3 separate regions of the Mus musculus genome follow, and regions 1 and 3 are each linked to region 2. A link is a contact called in public Hi-C and Micro-C data. All regions are on one chromosome and are shown on one strand. The core of a region is the stretch at or near the end of the contact, and the rest is flanking DNA. Distances in the headings are between cores, read along the strand shown.

Region 1 (2,700 bases), core at 162-2,661, 210 kb before region 2:
ATAACTTAAGTGAGAAAGATGTGTTTTAATTTAGTAAGAGGTTTCAGAGGTTTCAGCCCATGTTGCTTCTAGATCTGTAGTGAGGTAGAATCTTAAAACAGAAGGAACATGAACTCCCCAGGACAGCCAGAAAGCAGAAAAGAGACAGACAGGAAGGGACCAGTAAAAGTACATATTTTAAAGACATACCGTTAAATAACATCCTATGTCCAACAAGGTTCTACCTAATTTCTATCACTTCCCATCAAATTGTGAATTTGCCGATAATGAAGTCAGACCCTCCATTAGCCAGTCATTTCCCAAAAGCCCACTTCCAAACTCTGCTGCAAGGGAAACAAGGTTTAAATGGCACTGGAGAAACACTTTAATACCCAGCTGTGATGGCTAGCTTTAGTTTTCAATTTGATATAATTCAGAAATCAGCTGGGAAGAGAGTCTCAGTGAGGGATTGTCTACACTGAGTTGGCCTGTGGGCATGTCTATGGGGGACTGTCTCAACAAAGTTAATTGATATGGAAACCTCAGCCCACTGTAGGGGGCACCTAGGCAAGGGGTTCTGAACTGCATATGCATGAGTGTTTTGCCTGTGTGTATGTATATACACCGAGTTCATGCCTAGTAACCTAGAAGGTCAGGGAGGGTGTTAGGATCTCTGATACTGAAGTTATGATTGGTTGTAAGCCACTATGTGGATGCTAGGAATTGAATCCAAGCCCTTCAGAGAAACAGCAAGTACTCTAAACAGATAAGCCATCACTTGTGGCCTTCTTTTGATCAGAGTATTTTATAACAATAAAGTAAATGAAACTAGGATGCCAACTATGACAAATATTTTTGTTTGTCTAGAACATTTACCTTTTGAAAGTACATATTTTTTTCAAATGAAGTAACATCATATCTATTTCTACTGCAAAATAGATGAGTAGAAGGAGGAGATGTTAAAGAAATAGTAAGCCAGTAAAAAGGGAATAAGATTGAATGAATTAGTCATTGAAGATAAATGAGGGATATATAGGCTTCATTACATCACATTGCTTTCCCTTTTGTTTATATTTAAATTTTCCAGTAATTTCTATTTATTTTTCTAGGTATGTCTTTAGCCAGAGTGATGAATGAAAATTTCAAAGGCTTTGGAGTCAAGTAAAACAATTACAAAACTTGTTCTTTTCACAAACTAGTTAATAAAAGTCCTGCCTGAGGAAAGATTAGTAAAGTAGTGATTGTTGGGGGTCCAAGAATCACCCCACAAACCACATGAACACCCATCTCAGTCAGACAGGGATGGTTTATTGAATGCTCACCCTAAGACTCATTGATCAGGACCATAGCTCACACAGAGGCTGAGCCACAACATTGAACATCTTTTTCTGTCAGCTTATAAAGGAAAAAAAAAAACATAAAAATCACAGTGAGCTCAAATGCAGGGGCAGGAAGTGCTGCCTGGTGGTCGGCTCTGACTCAAGCCATTTTAGACAAAACAGTCCATATTGACCTTAAATTTGATGGGCCTCACATAAAGCCTGGTCAGATTTCTTAAGATTAACAAACCTCAGACCATGCAGAACTTAACAGGATATGTGATCTGCATGAGTCTGCTCTTAGTCATGTTATTTTTCTTTGTTAATGACTGGCAGCCGCAATATGAAATAGCTGGCAGGCATGGAACAAAATGGCTACAGCTATGCTGGGGAGAAGGGGGCATACTCAACAGTGATACTGACTTCTGCTTCATAGGTATCATGGGAATGAGAAGAAACCACACACAACCCCCTGCAGAGCAGACAAGGAACCAGCCTGCCCCCATCTTAGGTTAAAAGCCATTGTATAGTAAAGACAAAGAAGGTCTAGGCCTGTTTATGATTAATCCTCTATTTCTCAAGAACTGAGCTATGCCCCATTTGTAACCTAACTACAATGGGTCTGGAACGGCAACCATGTCTTTGTTTCAGGAGTTAGTTTGTTTGTTATATCTAACTAACATGAAATACTTATGTTCTGTTCCTGTAACCCCACCTATTTTGCCGGACAACTATTCCATTTGGAAAGTTCCTACCCCTGAGCTATATAAAATTAATGTTTTCCTTACATCTAGGGCTGCTCTCAAAAAATCCCAACTTAAGGTAAGACAGCCAGCCCCAGATGTACCTCTAAAATACAGCTTGCTCTAATTAGATATTCGGGGAATTGGTCTTTCTCCTTAAAACGTTCTGGTTTAACACAGGCATTTAGTAACTGCTGTCACAACTGTAGAAGTTATTGAAGATGTGTGCTTCTTTAAATGTATTTATTTTTATTTTATGTGTATGGGTGTTTTGCCTGCATGTGCATGAAGTTCCCAAGGAGGCCAGAAGATGGTGCCAGATCCCCTGGAACTGGAGCTAGAGACTGTTGTAAGCCATCATCATATGGGTGCTGGGAATCAATTAGTGCTCTCAACCTTTGAGCTAGCTCTCGAACCCTAGAAATGGACTTGTTGAATAAATGTGGGCACCTTAGTTTAAGATTGCAATGAGATTCTCAAAGCAGAGAAAAATAAACTTAGAAAAAGAAGTGGTACCTATCCTTGTACTCAGAGCCTGAGGTTAGAATTTTTCTGCCTAGGCAGCAAGACAATTATTCACACCAAACTAAACGACTCTGCATCTGTCTCATTCCCCAGGAAACCACTGTAGCACTGGGGATGCACTCCGAGCAAGAATT
Region 2 (2,700 bases), core at 129-2,628:
TGTTTTGTTTTGTTTTGTTTGTATGTGAGTACACTGTAGCTATCTTCAGACACACCAGAAGAGGGAATCAGATTTCATTGCAGATGGTTGTGAGCCACCATGTGGTTGCTGGGAATTGAACTCAGGATCTCTGGTAGAGCAGTCAGTGTTCTTAACTGCTGAGCCATCTCTCCAGCCCTCCCCAACCCCACTCCCGACAGTTTTTACCAGAAAAGCATGACCTGCGTCTCCACATGCCATTATACGCAAATGCAGGGATCTGTGTTGTTTCTTAGGAAGAAAGTGAGCTCAGGCTGCTCACATCCTCACCCTGGACCACTGGACCACGCTCTGCTTTCACTTCTCAGCATGCCTTCCCTGCACCAATGCCAACTGGACAGTAGATGGAGCCTGTGAGCCCAACTTCTGCAGCTCCTACCACAACCAAAGCTTCCAACTTAAGGCCCAGACAGGACACGGGGAGAATCCAGGGTTAAAACGCAGACAGTTTCCTGCTGGCCTTCCTGCACTCTGTGTCTCTTCTAGAGGTTCTCTTCTGCTAGGAGCACCCCACTCCGGCCCTGGCTCAATTATGAGTCAAAAGAACAGGAAAATGCAAATATGTGTCTTGATAACAAGGAAAAGCACTGATTTGAGTTCATGAGATTTTTAAAGTCTATAGGTTCTTTTCCTTTTATCTCTTCCTTGTTAGAAACATCTCAAACTAGCCTACGTGGTGGGGGAGGGGGCATAGAAGGTAGGCAGGTAGGAAGCATGGGCTTACAGACACAATCGAATCCATAGTAGGTGTGTGCAAGACGTACAGGACAGACCGTCCCCTCGAGTCTCCCATCATTGGACAGGGACCAGCCTTCCCATTGAAAAGGAGCAGAGCTAAGCTCACCTCCCAGCCTTCCATCTCCAGTTGATTCAATTTTCTGACAAGACAGTCTCCAATTCTCAAGACCAGGTAGGCTTCATGACCCTGCAAGTTCCAGGGTTTAGGACCTTCCTCATCCGTACTCTAGCAGGGTCATTGCCGAGAGAACCCTCCACGCCTAGCCATGGAGAGAGGAATTAGGACATGCAGTGACCTCTTCCCTCACATCGGTGAACTCTCTTCCTGCTCCAAGAGATTGGAGGGGGGCAGTGATCCCAGGCTACCTCATAACAAAACCCGAACGCTGGAACTGCTCCCTTGTGTCCTGCTCAGAATGTGGGATGTCCAGACAGCGTCCTTCTCACCCCATTGATGAGGATAGAATCCCCAGGGCTAATTAGTATAAGTGATTCAAACATCCAGCAATGGCCACCAATTACAGCTACTTAACGCTCTGTGGGAGGGTCTGGGTGGGCGTGGGGACTCACTGGGCAGCGGCAGGGGGGTGGGTCTCTGGTTCAAACAGGAGGCTGGGATTGGCTCCTCTAAATGGTTTCACAGTCAAGATAAGTGAGTCAAACCTGAGACAGGATAAGACAGATTCTGCGGCTGACAGGGGGAGGAGGTGGGCGGAGTCTCTACCCGGTGGGCACGTCTGGAAACAGCCCAGAAGCTCACTTACTGCAGTTCACAGGGTGAAATGCTGGACTCCCTCGACGTTGGGCTTTAGAAAAGTCCCCTGCTCTGGATAAAGCCCCGTCCCCCGGTCTGCTGCCTTATTCTCATTCCTCTTTTTTAATGAGCTTCTCAAGCAGCAAGAATCCGGGACTCTGTCTGGGCTTGTGGTCAAATATGAATCTGTTCAATTACTTCTTGGCTATAAATTGCTCCTACAGTGGCCTGGCCTGCCAGGCCTCCTGGGGGCCACCCACGACTGCAGCAACTCCTCCCTCAGATCTCTTCTCCTTCCTCATCTGTTATCCCTTTCCCCCTCCCTTCCTCCCTCTTTTCCCTCTTTTCTTCCAACAGGACACAGAGACACGTATACAAAAGAAGTCTACATAAAGATGGGGTAATGAGATGGCTAGGTAGTTAAGAGCACTTGCTGCTCTTGCAGAAGGACACAGGTTCCGTTCCTAGCACCCACAAGGCTCAAGAATGCCTCAAGTAACTCAAGTTCCAGGGGACACAGTACCCACTCTTGTGACCTCCCACGGCACCAGGCACATGTATGTGTACACCCATACATGCAGGTAACACACATGCAAGTCAAATACATATAAAAATAATTGTTTAAAGATAGAGACAGCCAAGTGTGCTGGCACATGCCCTGTGATCCCAACACTCAGACTAAGGCAGGAGTTTAAGCCCAACACAGGCTATCTACTGAGCTCCTATCTAAAAAGAAAAAAAAATGAAAGCAAGAATGGGGACAAAGGAATATTTCAGCACAAGGACGAGTCTTCCCCTCAAAGCTCTGGCAAGAAATTCCTGTTATTACAAGGTACCCAGTTTGGGCACCTTGCAATAATGGCCACAGGAATCTAGTATAATAATTCTAATGTGTTAGATCATATTAGTGGCCTGGCAGGGGTAGAGGCTGTGAGGTTAGGGGCTGCAGAGTGGATGGCAGGAGGCAGGTGTCAAGGTGCTTGGGCACCATGCAGTCCCAGGTCCCATGATGCCCTGGAAGAACTCAAGTAGACGACAGAGCCTAAGGGCAGTGTTGGTCCCGGGGCATTGGCAAATGTAAGAAAGGAAGACCGGGCAGAGACCTAGAGCTACATATGAAGCATTGTAAAACTGGGTGTCAACTGTGAGGTTTCTGAGAGTTTGATAGG
Region 3 (2,700 bases), core at 86-2,585, 180 kb before region 2:
ACGTAATCTGAGGTTTCACTCGCCTCTACGACTTTAATATGCTTATTGTTTAAACAAAAGGCGTTCTCCGCCAGCGAAATGAAAGGGGAAAGAGAGAGGGGGACAAGGGAGGGAGGGAGGGAGGGAGGGAGGGAGGGAGGGAGGGAGGGAGGGAGGGAGGGAGGGAGGGAGGGAGGGAGGGAGGGAGGGAGGAGAGGAAAGAAAGGAGGGAGGGAAGAAAGGAGGGAGAGGGAGAGCGCGAGAGAACAGAGGGCAGGGACTATAACAGGTAGGGACTGAGGGATGCTGGGAGAACCTGGAGAGACCAGGTCCGTTTTAGCAAATAGTTTTAGTTAAATAGGCACCTTAACAGAGAGAGAGAGAGAGATCGAGTTTGGGGAGAACTATAAACACAGTTTGTTTGAATTCCAATTCGTTTCCTTACTCCTGTGTATGTTTTTGTATAAACAGAAAGGGGAAAGGTCAGAACACAGATGAGACACAGCGTGGGAACAAGGTACAGACCATAAGCAAATAATCTCTAGTCCTCTGGGTTTGAACTAGATTTTTGGTTTTATGTGATACATAAAATATTAATTTTAACTTCCCATTTGGCAGTGACAGAGATGTCTGTGGTCTCTAAGGACACTGGAATCGTTATTACAGTCCCCAGGGCTTTCTCTAAAGCAAGAGGCAAAATTTTCCCACTGTGAGCTTTTCCTTCTGATGGAAATCAGGTATCACTAGATTCTAAAATTGTTTTTTGTTTTGTTTTGTTTTGTTTTTTCCCCTTCTCCTTAGCTGCAGTTTTTGTAGACACAAGATTGCATCCCGTGCTACCCAGGGAACTAAAAAATAAAAATTAAATTTAAATTAAAAACAAAAAAAAATGATGACTAGTACTGGATCTTTGGATCTGCAGGTTCTGATTAGCATGAACACAGAGTCATCTGAGTTAGAGGGCTCAGGCATCCTCCCAGTTCTCCTGTAAGACAGACAGAGGGCACCAAAGAGGGATTCCTCTCATGGTGGTCACTGGCCTGAGTGTAGAACTTACATGATCTCTAAAATCCCTAGACTGTTTCTCAAACAGGCGCAAATACCTAAGATAGTGCTCTCTTTTACATGTGCACAGACACATGCATGTGAACGTACACACATATGCACAGACAGTAGGTATGCTATAACTATTATGTTATAATCAGACAATGCCCAGATTATCAATACAAATATACTTACTATTCATATGTACTTTATGAGACTTAGGTAGGCAGGCACAGTGCTAACTTAGCAACTGGGACGCCATTTGGCTTGAGGTACGCAGGCAAACACACCTCTCCTAGCAAAGCACTTAGCAACCTGAGAGTGGTACTTACAAGGATCCAGCCGCATGCACATCGCTCTCCAAACAAAGCAATCTGGTCATTCCTAGAGCTGCCTAGCAACCTCTTGGTATCTCCTCATTTGTGGCCAAATGCATCCTGGAACATATCTAGGAAGGAGGGGCAGTGTGCCAATCCAGCCTGCACTGGTTTGGGGTGCACACACACAAGGCAAACCATGTCCTCTGAGTGAACATCAAGAGAAATTCATCTACTTACTATCTTATGCCTTTGCAGGACTCCATATGCATATGGTTAAAATCAGATGCATCACGGCAAAGAACTTTACACAGTGAACAACAGATTATATACCCATGCCTGTCAATCAAAACGGAAAACTACCCACACTCCATCTCCCATTTCTTGGGGATTCACAAAGGGAAACCCCTAGCAATAAGCAGGTGTTCTTGGGCGCCCTAGCTCAGGGAGCTGAGGGCTTCCCACCCCAGCTTTGTCTTACCATCCATTGCTGCTCTGTTTATGTGCACTCCTTCAATACTTTGAACAAGACAGCAAGCCCATGGGAACATTCAGTCCAGACAAACACCACTGCCCATAACTGAGAATTTTTTACTTCAGCCTTGAAGAATGGCTTCCTCCTCCCTTGTCTGAAGCAAGCAGCCACCAATGTCAAGTGAGTCTCGAACAATGGTGTGCTCTAGTCATTGCTTCTCATTAAAGAGTTCATGCTGTCTCTAAAGAGAGGAAATTGTTCTTCCAAAAGGCTGAGTGGCCTGAAGATGAGGATGTTGATGGTCCAGAGACAAATGGTCTTAGGTCCATTTTTTGTTGCCTCTCTAACATCCTTTGGTTCTTAGGTAAAAATCTTAGATATGTATTCTTTGCAAACCACTGGGTTCCACCAACCCTAAAATTTGCAATGCTATTAAACAGTATCTAAGACCCAGAGCTGGGTTTTCTCCACTTTTCCTTAACCTTCCTTTTCTAGCACTCCCCAACAATGCATTAAGCAAATGCCTCACAATTTCTTCTGTGACAGAAAAAAAAAAATCCATGTTACCACTTCTGTGCTGGAATCCGTTACGCCGAGCAGCCTAAGGTCATTTCTGGGGTCGTGATCAGTTGGTGCATGTTTGTTTGGTGTTCGTTTGCTTCAAGGCAGTTTTTCTGTGTAGCTCTGGCCATCCTGAACTTTCTCTGTAGCTAGGCTGCCCCCAAATTCGAGATCTCTTGCCTCTGCCTCCCAAGTGCTATGTTGAGGGCTGGAATTAAAGGTGTGCCTTGTTTGTGAGCAATTATGTATGGCTCAGAATAAGCTCTCTCTTATGCTTTTTAAAGTGAAAACTCTATTTTGCATCAACAATCACATTTCAATGCT

What was found. Hi-C and Micro-C count contacts between places; a contact is called where the count stands out from the background.
Region 1: a contact with region 2 is called in a Micro-C map of the HL-1 cell line, with 8 times the contacts expected there. The contact joins two enhancer-like sites. A contact is called at or near these places in 10 of 484 Hi-C or Micro-C datasets (the HL-1 cell line and embryonic stem cells), 4 of 115 datasets of contacts at active chromatin or transcription factors (all in embryonic stem cells) and 1 of 9 other capture datasets (embryonic stem cells).
Region 3: a Hi-C map of the N1E-115 cell line shows a contact between it and region 2, with 5 times the contacts expected there. The contact joins two enhancer-like sites. A contact is called at or near these places in 1 of 15 datasets of contacts at CTCF or cohesin (pro-B cells), 6 of 484 Hi-C or Micro-C datasets (the N1E-115 cell line and embryonic stem cells), 4 of 115 datasets of contacts at active chromatin or transcription factors (all in embryonic stem cells) and 1 of 9 other capture datasets (embryonic stem cells).

Annotation. Positions count from the first base shown.
Region 1 is chr5:24,055,435-24,058,134 of GRCm38.p6, forward strand. No RefSeq gene overlaps it. Among named protein-coding and RNA genes, the nearest start is that of Fam126a, 26 kb to the left of the region's middle. Within about 2 kb of position 1,412, at least 10 of the 459 cell types and tissues checked have an H3K27ac peak or open chromatin away from gene starts, as enhancers often do. A contact at or near this core is called in the HL-1 cell line, where this site is marked.
Region 2 is chr5:24,260,908-24,263,607 of GRCm38.p6, forward strand. No RefSeq gene overlaps it. Among named protein-coding and RNA genes, the nearest start is that of Gm33476, 39 kb to the right of the region's middle. Within about 2 kb of position 1,379, at least 41 of the 459 cell types and tissues checked have an H3K27ac peak or open chromatin away from gene starts, as enhancers often do. A contact at or near this core is called in the HL-1 cell line and the N1E-115 cell line, where this site is marked.
Region 3 is chr5:24,077,651-24,080,350 of GRCm38.p6, forward strand. No RefSeq gene overlaps it. Among named protein-coding and RNA genes, the nearest start is that of Klhl7, 22 kb to the right of the region's middle. Within about 2 kb of position 1,336, at least 63 of the 459 cell types and tissues checked have an H3K27ac peak or open chromatin away from gene starts, as enhancers often do. A contact at or near this core is called in the N1E-115 cell line, where this site is marked.